2 separate regions of the Gasterosteus aculeatus genome follow, and region 1 is linked to region 2. A link is a contact called in public Hi-C data. All regions are on one chromosome and are shown on one strand. Each heading gives the region's core, a stretch centred on a gene start, on an enhancer-like site or on the middle of the called end of the contact. The rest is flanking DNA. Distances are from core to core; before and after follow the strand shown. Region 1 has its middle 30 kb from the start of LOC120833404. Region 2 holds the start of id2a (inhibitor of DNA binding 2a).

Evidence for each region. A called contact is a pair of places that touch in the nucleus more often than the background predicts.
Region 1: a Hi-C map of blood and trunk muscle shows a contact between it and region 2, with 1.8 times the contacts expected there. The contact joins the enhancer-like site here to the promoter of id2a in region 2. A contact is called at or near these places in 2 of 6 Hi-C or Micro-C datasets (blood and trunk muscle and skeletal muscle).

What each region holds. Positions count from the first base shown.
Region 1 is chr15:7,521,408-7,525,918 of fGasAcu3.hap1.1, forward strand. No RefSeq gene overlaps it. Among protein-coding and RNA genes, the nearest start is that of LOC120833404, 30 kb to the left of the region's middle. Within about 2 kb of position 1,839, at least 2 of the 9 cell types and tissues checked have open chromatin away from gene starts, as enhancers often do.
Region 2 is chr15:7,482,438-7,486,848 of fGasAcu3.hap1.1, forward strand. id2a (inhibitor of DNA binding 2a) reads right to left here and starts at 1,475. Exons shown (of 2, transcript XM_078089967.1): 1 at 1-1,475.

The sequences.
Region 1 (4,511 bases), core at 589-3,088, 39 kb after region 2:
CACAGCCGCATCCCCTGAACTTACTGATTAAGGGGGTCCCAAATGTGTGTGTGGGCCTTTTATTTTTTCTACACTCCATGATGCAATTCAGTAGCCAGCTCACCTCGATATCTCACTGCAGCATTGCATCCATGTGCTGGCTTCCGGTTGGGGAACTTTTGTATCCTTTGCAGTACAACAAGACATTAAATATCTTGGTTAGCACAAAAACAAGTGCTATTCAGAGCAGACACGTCTATAAAGAATAGTGTTTTTACTGCTTGGCTGCAGCACGTTTGTCTTTCAGAACTTCCAATTGTTAAACAACAGCTGCAAAAAAGTCCATATTCATCCCCCTGAAGTTTTAATTTGGCTTTCTGGCGATAACAGTGGCCGGACCGACGTGTCTTCTCTTTAATTTCACCACCTGGTTCGTTTTTCAGTTGGTGGTCTTTCACTTCTACCTCCTGCGGGCTACAAACGGCTGGACGTCTTATTAGCACGTTTTGTCGGCAACCGGAGAACGGTTTAGCTCCAGGTGGCAATCTGTCATTAGTGTCTGATCAGCTCTGCAGGTAAATGTTTACCTCAAACTGGTTAGACATTACCGGAGCCTGCAGGCTAGGACCAGTCAGCCTTCACTGGATGTAATTGTAACAGTTTGTAATATTAATAACAGTAGCACATGATCGTGACTCATTTGTTCACTCTAAAAAGTGGAAAGAAGAAAAGCAAGCGTCAAGGTGTATAAATATAAAGCTGGACAATTAGTTTAGGTAAAGCCAACCAGAAAGTGTGTATAAGTCAAAGAAACAGATGGGGCATATTTTTGGTTACAGTGACGGGTTGCACACACAGTTTGGTGGAAAACACAAAAGGGGAGAGGGCTTGGCGGTTCAGGGAGTTCAGTCCAGAGCATCTCAGTTTCTGTGAAAACACGGCCATGTGTTTTAAGCAAAAGAGAGACCACTGAGAGGGAGAGAGAAAGTAAAAGAAGGATTGAAATTACAGCTGAAACGCAAAATAGTGCAATAACCTACTGTGCTGTATTGTAATACAGAAGATCCTGTCAGATCCGGACTGAGCAACTCCTCTCCTGCAGAAAAGGTACATCATATAAATGTTCCATCAAAAATATTTTTACACTTAATAAAATGCATAACATCTATAACATGGCCACCTTTCCATAAAGCCCTCAACAAAAAGCTGATATCTTGCTTTCTTTACCAAAACACATGATAGACTACATGCAGGTGTCATCCTGTTCCGCCTCGTCTCTTAATTTCTATACGGACACTTTCTCATTGTCTGTTTCTTGGTGATGTGTCATAACGCCACTGGGCTGCTCCCTTCTTACCTATCTGGAGCTGTGCCTTGGGTTAATACTGACCCTGGGCGGTCGGAGGAAACTCTGGGAATGAGTGTAACAGGAGAGAACACACTAGACTGAAAGGGAAACTGAGATAGTGAGCATTGACAGGATCGCGCTCCCAGGTGGGGTGTCGCCCTCAAGGGAGCGGTCGGTCGCTGACAAAGCTGTCTGTGCATGCGTGTGTCACGTGAGAGGGTCTCGCCAGGAGAATTTCCTCGGGTTCTGTATTAATGTATGTGGATGATGTATGCAGAAAATCGGATTAAAAAAAGTATGTTTTTTGCCAAATGAATAGAAAACATAATCAACGTTGGTTACATTTTTTCCCTTTTTTACAGTAGCTTTAGTCACGCAGTGTCGTTGACTTTGCCGCTACCTTCCCATTGTGAAAGGGTGACCTTCCTCTTTCTCCCACTCTCTGTTCTGCTCAGCTCCGTACATCTGTGTCTGTTTACCAGCCTGCCTGCGTCTCCCTCAATCTGAACTGATGAGTGCAACTCACAGCTGCTCCTCTCTCGTTTCCCACTGCTCGCCGCTTGTGTGTGTCTGTGAGTGTGTGTGTGTGTGTGTGTGTGTGTTTGGTGTCTTTGTGCTTTTGGTACAAGCGCCATGCTTCCAAATCAAAGACGACTGGCTCGCTATCGCAGCTCACCTCTTATCGCGGAAACAAGAAAAGTTTTTAAATAAAAGGAGTTAACGTGGATCTATATTTAACTTTAATCCCTCTGTTTTTTGTTTTTCCTGTTATATACGTATGGATACATGCCCAAAGTACTATGAAAAAGCACACTTGCAGATATGGTCTGTACATGTTCATACACAACTAATATCCACCTGTGTCACCTGAGCCCTTCAGACCTGCATTCCTCTCCAGCCTTCGATTTCATGTGGTGCTTTTTCATTTTCTGCTTTTATCTTTACCAGGATGACAAACACCTGGTTCTGGAAAACAGGTGTTGGTCAGGAGTGGCCGAACAATGTGGGGATCTTTTATTGTAAATGGGGTGTTAAATATAATATGAGTTGTATTTTGAGAGTTGATGCTCACAAGTGGTGACTAGCGGGAACAGGAAGTGAATGTTATCGGGGGGGGCAGGGAGAGGTGAAGAAGAAGAAGAAGAAGAAGAAGAAGAAGAAGAAGGAGGTTAAAGACAGAGTATGTCTTTAGGCGAGTATATGGATACTCTTGAGAGCATGACATCATCAGGACAGGTGTTGTTTGCTGTTGTCCTGAAGCCGGGGGGGGGGGGGCGGGGGCCTTGAGGAACCTGTTGGACCTGTTTTGGACCCAAGGGACAATTTCTCCCCTCAGGTGGCAGCTGAGTCAGAAGTTAATGAGTTTGAAACCTGATAAGTAAGGAATTAGCATCATACAGTACCTGCACAGCTAGACAAATTTTCTCTTTTTTACCTTCGATGATATCTGTGCTTGTTAAAATATGTTCTGGGAATATTTCCGTTTTAACACAGATGCAAATGTTTGTAGATGTTTCGCATGCAAAGATTGTGCACATAGTTGTGTTTCTCTGTATTGGTGAGTGCATGAACTCCTTGAGTTGCTAATGTAAGTACATATACGTTGGCATTCCAAAATACATCCAATCAGACTTCCGGAGGCCTCTGGCTTGTGTGGAAGTTTCCTAAGCTTCCTGCAGATATTTGTGTGAAAACACTTTCTCCTTCAGGTAGAACCAGTCGCTGTGCCGCGTTGCCTGTCGGTGCTGGTGAAATGTTTCTTTGGTAATTCTTTTGCAATTAGGAAATGTAAATCAGACAGGTGCTGCTGGCATCTATCAGAGTCTGTATTTGTTTTACCTAAGGCGTCTCAGATCCTCCCTTTGTAATCACACGCACGTGCACGCTTGCACATTTGGACCCACACACGCAACACCCACACAAACACACGACAAGGTCACCTCCACGCGTTGCTTAGGGTCTTCACGCATGAGTCTGAGGAGATTGCCGAGGTGCTGTATTGAAAGAGAAGCAAACTTTTGTATTCAGGAGAAGGCAGAGAGAGTCTGCCTTGTTTCCTGACTGACATATGTTCACTGTGTGTGAGCGAAGAACTGGGATCAACACTCTCTGCACATAAGGAGAGGTACAGCTGCTAGATAGCATTGCTTAGTTTGTGTGTGTGAAGTGAGGGAAAGTGTGTGGGTGTGTAGGGAGCGGGGGGGGGCACACGGGAATGCACGCTTTCATGAGTGTCGTTGCGTGGTTGTGTGTGTGAGAGACGAGTGACTTCGCACAGGCGTAGTATTAATGAAGCGTGCCAGTGCAGAGAGAGTGGAAGTTGTGTCAAACTGGGGGGGGAGGAGGGGGAGGAGGAGGAGGAGGAGGAGGAGGGAGGAATCTGCAACATTTGGTTTCCAGTATGTCACATTTCCACCGCATTTTAATCACCTTAAATAATGCCAAATATCGAGCACGAGAGATAAATCGTCGCTTACAAAGACTGACCACTACGACATAATGTGCAATTTTAATATTTGGACGGCAGACAAGCAACTTTTAAAAGACAGTTTTTAATATTCAGATGCCCTCCCACACACAAAGGCACACGCCGGCCACATTTAGAAACACACACACACACACACACACACACACACACACACACACACACACACACACACACACACACACACTCACACACACTCACACATACACACAGTGTTTTGTACCACTGGCAACTGCCTTATTCCCACCAGCTGTCTGGATGTATAAAACCCAGGCTTGTTGTTAAGTCTGGGGCTTAAAAGCATTGCCAAAAAGAAAGCTGGGCAGGAATAACGGCATTAATTCTGTGATTTGAGCCTCAGCATTTAAAAGTGCTTAAAACTAGCAGCTGGTGTCAACAAGGTAATAAAAGCAGGCACAAGGGATCACTCTGCCCGAGTGGAGTCGGGCAGCAGGACGTCCATATTAGTTTAAACGGCGGTGATGCAGGAAGTGCGGAAACACTGGCACGCGCCGCGTGCGGCCCTGCCACGCTGCCAGAGAAAGACGGGGGGCAGTTATGTGACACATTTGTCGTTTGTAGTTCATCAGCTTGTGTCCGAAATATAATGCACAATGGATTGACGGCGGCACGTCACACCCGCCGTGTTTTATTTGTTTTTGTTGTGCTCCACAGCTCCCCCCCCCCCGGAGAACCCCG
Region 2 (4,411 bases), core at 225-2,724:
GGGGTTGTCAATCAGAAGTGCAGGTTCTCAGCTGATCAACCCCGGGACCGGGTCACGTTTGATTCCCCACTCGATTGGATTATGATCTGCTAGGAGGATACTATTATGGTAATATAGGAATGGCTGGCTGTAGTTTATATACTCCACAGATTCCCCAATAGGACATCTCACTGAGGGACAGTGGGACCTTCATGCATCAGTGAGGACAATCCAGTATGTAATGTCATTAAATGGTATGATGCATTGGAGTAATTGGTACATCTTAATATCTTTTTAAATCGTTTTTTTTTCAAATGTCAAAAAAGATAAATGAGTCTACAGCTGTTTGTTGGCTCCGACCAATTTGAGTTTCCATGACTGTCCAGCTAAATGTATGCCTTCACCATATGAACCAAATGGCCACAAGTCGTTTCCACAAGTTCCCCTAAAGGTTCCTTTGCCCCCATCCGAGTCACGAAGGCATTCCTCGGTGGCTCGCCTCTCTACGTCCCCCTTCTCTCCCCCTTCTCCCCCCACTTTGGGTTCAGGAGATGAGGTTTAGACAACAAAGCGGAGCTGCCAGCCGGCTGCGGTGCGCCCTGCAGCTGCAGCCGGCGTCGGGCTGCTGCGCTGCGGTCAGAGACGTGTTGATCCTCCGCCCCTGCAGCTTCATCTTCATTCTTTCAGCGGATTCGAAATGGATTTTCGTTGTGTGTTTATGACCCGCATACAAAGAAACTTTTGCTTTTCTTCTAACCTGTCCTCAAGTCCCGACGCAGCGAAGGGTATTCAAATAAAAAGTTACTCTCCGTGCACCCAAAAATACTGTGTTTAAACGGCAAGGGGATTAATGTAATGACATAATGCGGAAAATAAAAGGTCAGAGGCTACACTAACCGTATAGGAAATGAAAAAAGAAGAAAAAAAACCTTAATCGTTGAAGTGCCGAATCTGTTACGTCCCCTGTGTGCACAGCGAAGCGGTTCGTCATTCAAGTTAAACTCACTGCATTGATTCTAAACCGTTTACTCCCCAAAAACCTGCGTGTCAACACCGCCGCGTCTTACGCGAAAGAGCCGACGTCGAATTCAGCTCGTTTCGCAGTGCGCGTCCGTCCGAGTTACAACAGCCGCGCTGCGCCTTTTTCGGTGACTTCCTCTCCATCTGCGTCATGCGCCTCTCCACCGGGTCGCGCCTGGCGCGCGGAGGAGTGCACTCATCCAAGGGTGGCGCGGGGACTCCTGTAGCGGCTTCGGGGCGTGGTCTGAATGTTCTACACCCTCGATCTGCAGTGATGTAGTGAAGGGGGCTGTGATCTGCACGGGGTGAACGTGCAGCCAACAAACGGCCAGAGAAATCTACTGCAATTGCGTTAGAGCTCTTGCAATGCAGTGTAATGTCATAACTAAGAGCATCCTTATGATACAATCGGTTGCAATCATCAGTTTTTTCATGATAGTATTTTATTTTTCATGTTTAATAAAAATAATTTCCTGGTTGCCAAGATATCGTCCCGGTTTTATCCAACTAATATGCCAAAATCCATATATAAATATCCATATATAGAAATGACCAAAAAGGATAAAATCCCCTCATTTGAGAAGTTGTAACCCAAAAATAACCCCATTATCAATATAATAGTAGTAATTTCCTTATTATTTGAACACACATTTACGGTCTAATACAGACACAAAAGAGTTTAGCAGTCAGTCAACATTCATAACAACATTTTTGTGTAACAATGAATCTCTAATAATGAACAGATGTGTTTACTGGACACATTTTATGATTCATTCACAGATTCAGCATGTGTTCATGAATTCATAACGTGACTTTTTTCTTTGCGACAATGAAAATCTACTGCCTCCAGCATAGAAAGAGGCTCTGGTTCAATCCGTCTTTGGCCCTGCCTAAAAATACATCTGGCCTTGCCGCTGTCTTCCTCCCCGTCCACCTCGCACCTCTCCCCGGTCTCTCCTGTGGTCCAGATGGGACTTTCTCTGCTCTCTGAGCAGCAGCCACCGAGGCCTGGCTCCATTGTGAGGTGAGAGGCTGCAGCGGGCCCACGGGGGAAGGGAGGAAGCACCGGGAGCGATGGATGGGTGGACGGGAGAGATGAGGTGGCCAGATTGGACTGGGAGACAAAGGCACCATGGCTACCCGAGTACCTTCCAGGCTGGTCGTAGAGTGGCCACTCCACGCCTCCCTGGAGCCGGGCCCTCCCTCTGCTCCTCCACAGCACACAGCTGGCAGCAGGAGATGGGACGGGGAGGTACGGGCGGCGGATTACGCCATTCCCCGGCAACTATAGTCGTCCGAAGTTGTCGGGAATCAACTTTATTTATTTATTTTTTTCCACTCAGATCTTTTGGCCAGCGCGACAACCACCAACCAGTTGGCAGTGTGGAAAAGTTGGCTTCAGTTTAACTTTCGGGCAATATTGCCCGTTGGCATACAATCACACGCTAACATTGCTGTGTCGCCCACCTATCACGGCGGCACAGCTGTCACTGCAGCAAGCAGTCTGTACCCCAGTAATCAGATATCTGCATATCTACACTTTCACACCGGGAGTATGACAGTGTGGCTCTAGTCGAGCACACTGTCACAAGATTATGTTCGAAATCATATTCTTTTTTTTTTTTTTCTGCAGCGGGGAGATCAGAGATGGTAAGTTGCAGAAAATATATTAACATTAGAATTTGGTATTAATGAGCATCGAGTCAGCCGTCGATGTGCAACGGCGGCCTAATGTTCCTCCTCTGGGCCTTTTTGCTTGTCGTCTCGCTCGCAGATGCCTCGGTGAGCAAATGAATGGTGTGGATGTCGTTTGAATCCCACCGTGCAGGCGGTCAGCTTCCTCTATTCCATGGGGAATTGAAAATATATGTGAGACCTGAAACTAGCTTGTGATACCACCTTTTGCCTGGGACTTCTGGTACTGCGGTAAGACGGTTTTGTGTACGTGTCTCAACGACAGTATATCAACTGGTCAACTGGGTTGCAGATTTCATTTCAGGGAACGTCACACGTTCTTTCACATTGATTTAAAACATTAGTTTCTTGCATTAATGATCATAAAGTGTGACTCGTTAAAATAATAAAGTATGTTGCGATTGTAAATCTGTGCCTTATCCTTTGAACTAGTAGCATGCAACACAATCTTGCTTGTAGCTCTTCTGGACTGTTTGAAAATCATATATGTTTGAAATGTACAGAACAGCAGTTCAATGTGTGCCGAGATTGCTGTAACACATATAACACATTTTACTATATCCAACATACTGTAACTACTGCTGTTGATTCCTCGCAAACAACAAACAGGAAGACTTGTGGCACATATGCTTCAGATTACATTCTGGAAGCCAAATTGTATCATTAATTTAAGAGGTAATCCCGTGCGTCATACCATTGGACCCCTCTACAGTCCTCCGTCTCAACGAGGGATATTTTAGTAAGCTAACGTTAATTCACGCCGATGGCTCGGCTACTTTATCCGAGCAGCAGCTAACGCATGGCAGCTACTGGGTGCCGGTGGAAGGTTCAGCGACACAGTGCCGAGCACCTACGAAGTATCTCGGCCTACAAAGAGCCGGTGCGAGCAGTGGCCCCCCGTCACCCCTCCCCCCGGCCCGTCCAACCAGACAGAACCGAGCAGGACATTTCGGACTGAACTCGTCAGCAGAGCTGTGTTTCCTGGGGCTGTATCTCTTTAATGCAGCCGAGCCCACTTCCTTATAACTCACAGCCCTCTGACCACAGTCCTCTCGCTCTTACTCAATCTGTATCTATTTATACAGCACAGGGGGAAGGGAGTTAATGTAGGAAACACAGTCCTTTCTGTGAAAACAGAGCACAGGTCGGTCGTGTCTGATTCATTGGTCTGTCTCATGCCAGCGCTTGACCACCCGTGCTTGTTCTGTTTCCATTACGGTAAGTTATGTGTGTGATGTCTGGAGGAAGGGTGCACCATGTAGGCTGTGAGCAAGTAGGTGCTGCTTTGAACAACTGGTTCTGGTGAATTGTGGGTGCCGGGAAAGCCACGCACACATTTCTGGCCCTTCAACACGTGACAGAAGAAACTATAGTTTCCTTTTCTGCTTTTTGGGGTTTAAATAAAAATGGCCTGAACTTATACAAACAAAATAATTAGTGAAATAAAAATAGAATAACACCATAGCTGCCAAGATGCTTTCCAACGTCGTTTAGGCGTAACTTGTTTGCAGTGTGAGAAATGTAAGTGCACCAGAAAGCCCAGATTTTCAACTACGGCTGTTTCACAAATCATTCACTCAATCTGTCATTCGTTTTATTTCCCAATTACGGTCATTCCACATACCTCTTGGAACGCAGGGAAGATCTTGAAAACATTGAGGTCATAAGTCAAAGCCCTCCTCAGGCCACCTCTACAGTTTCCGTGGCCTTTACACAC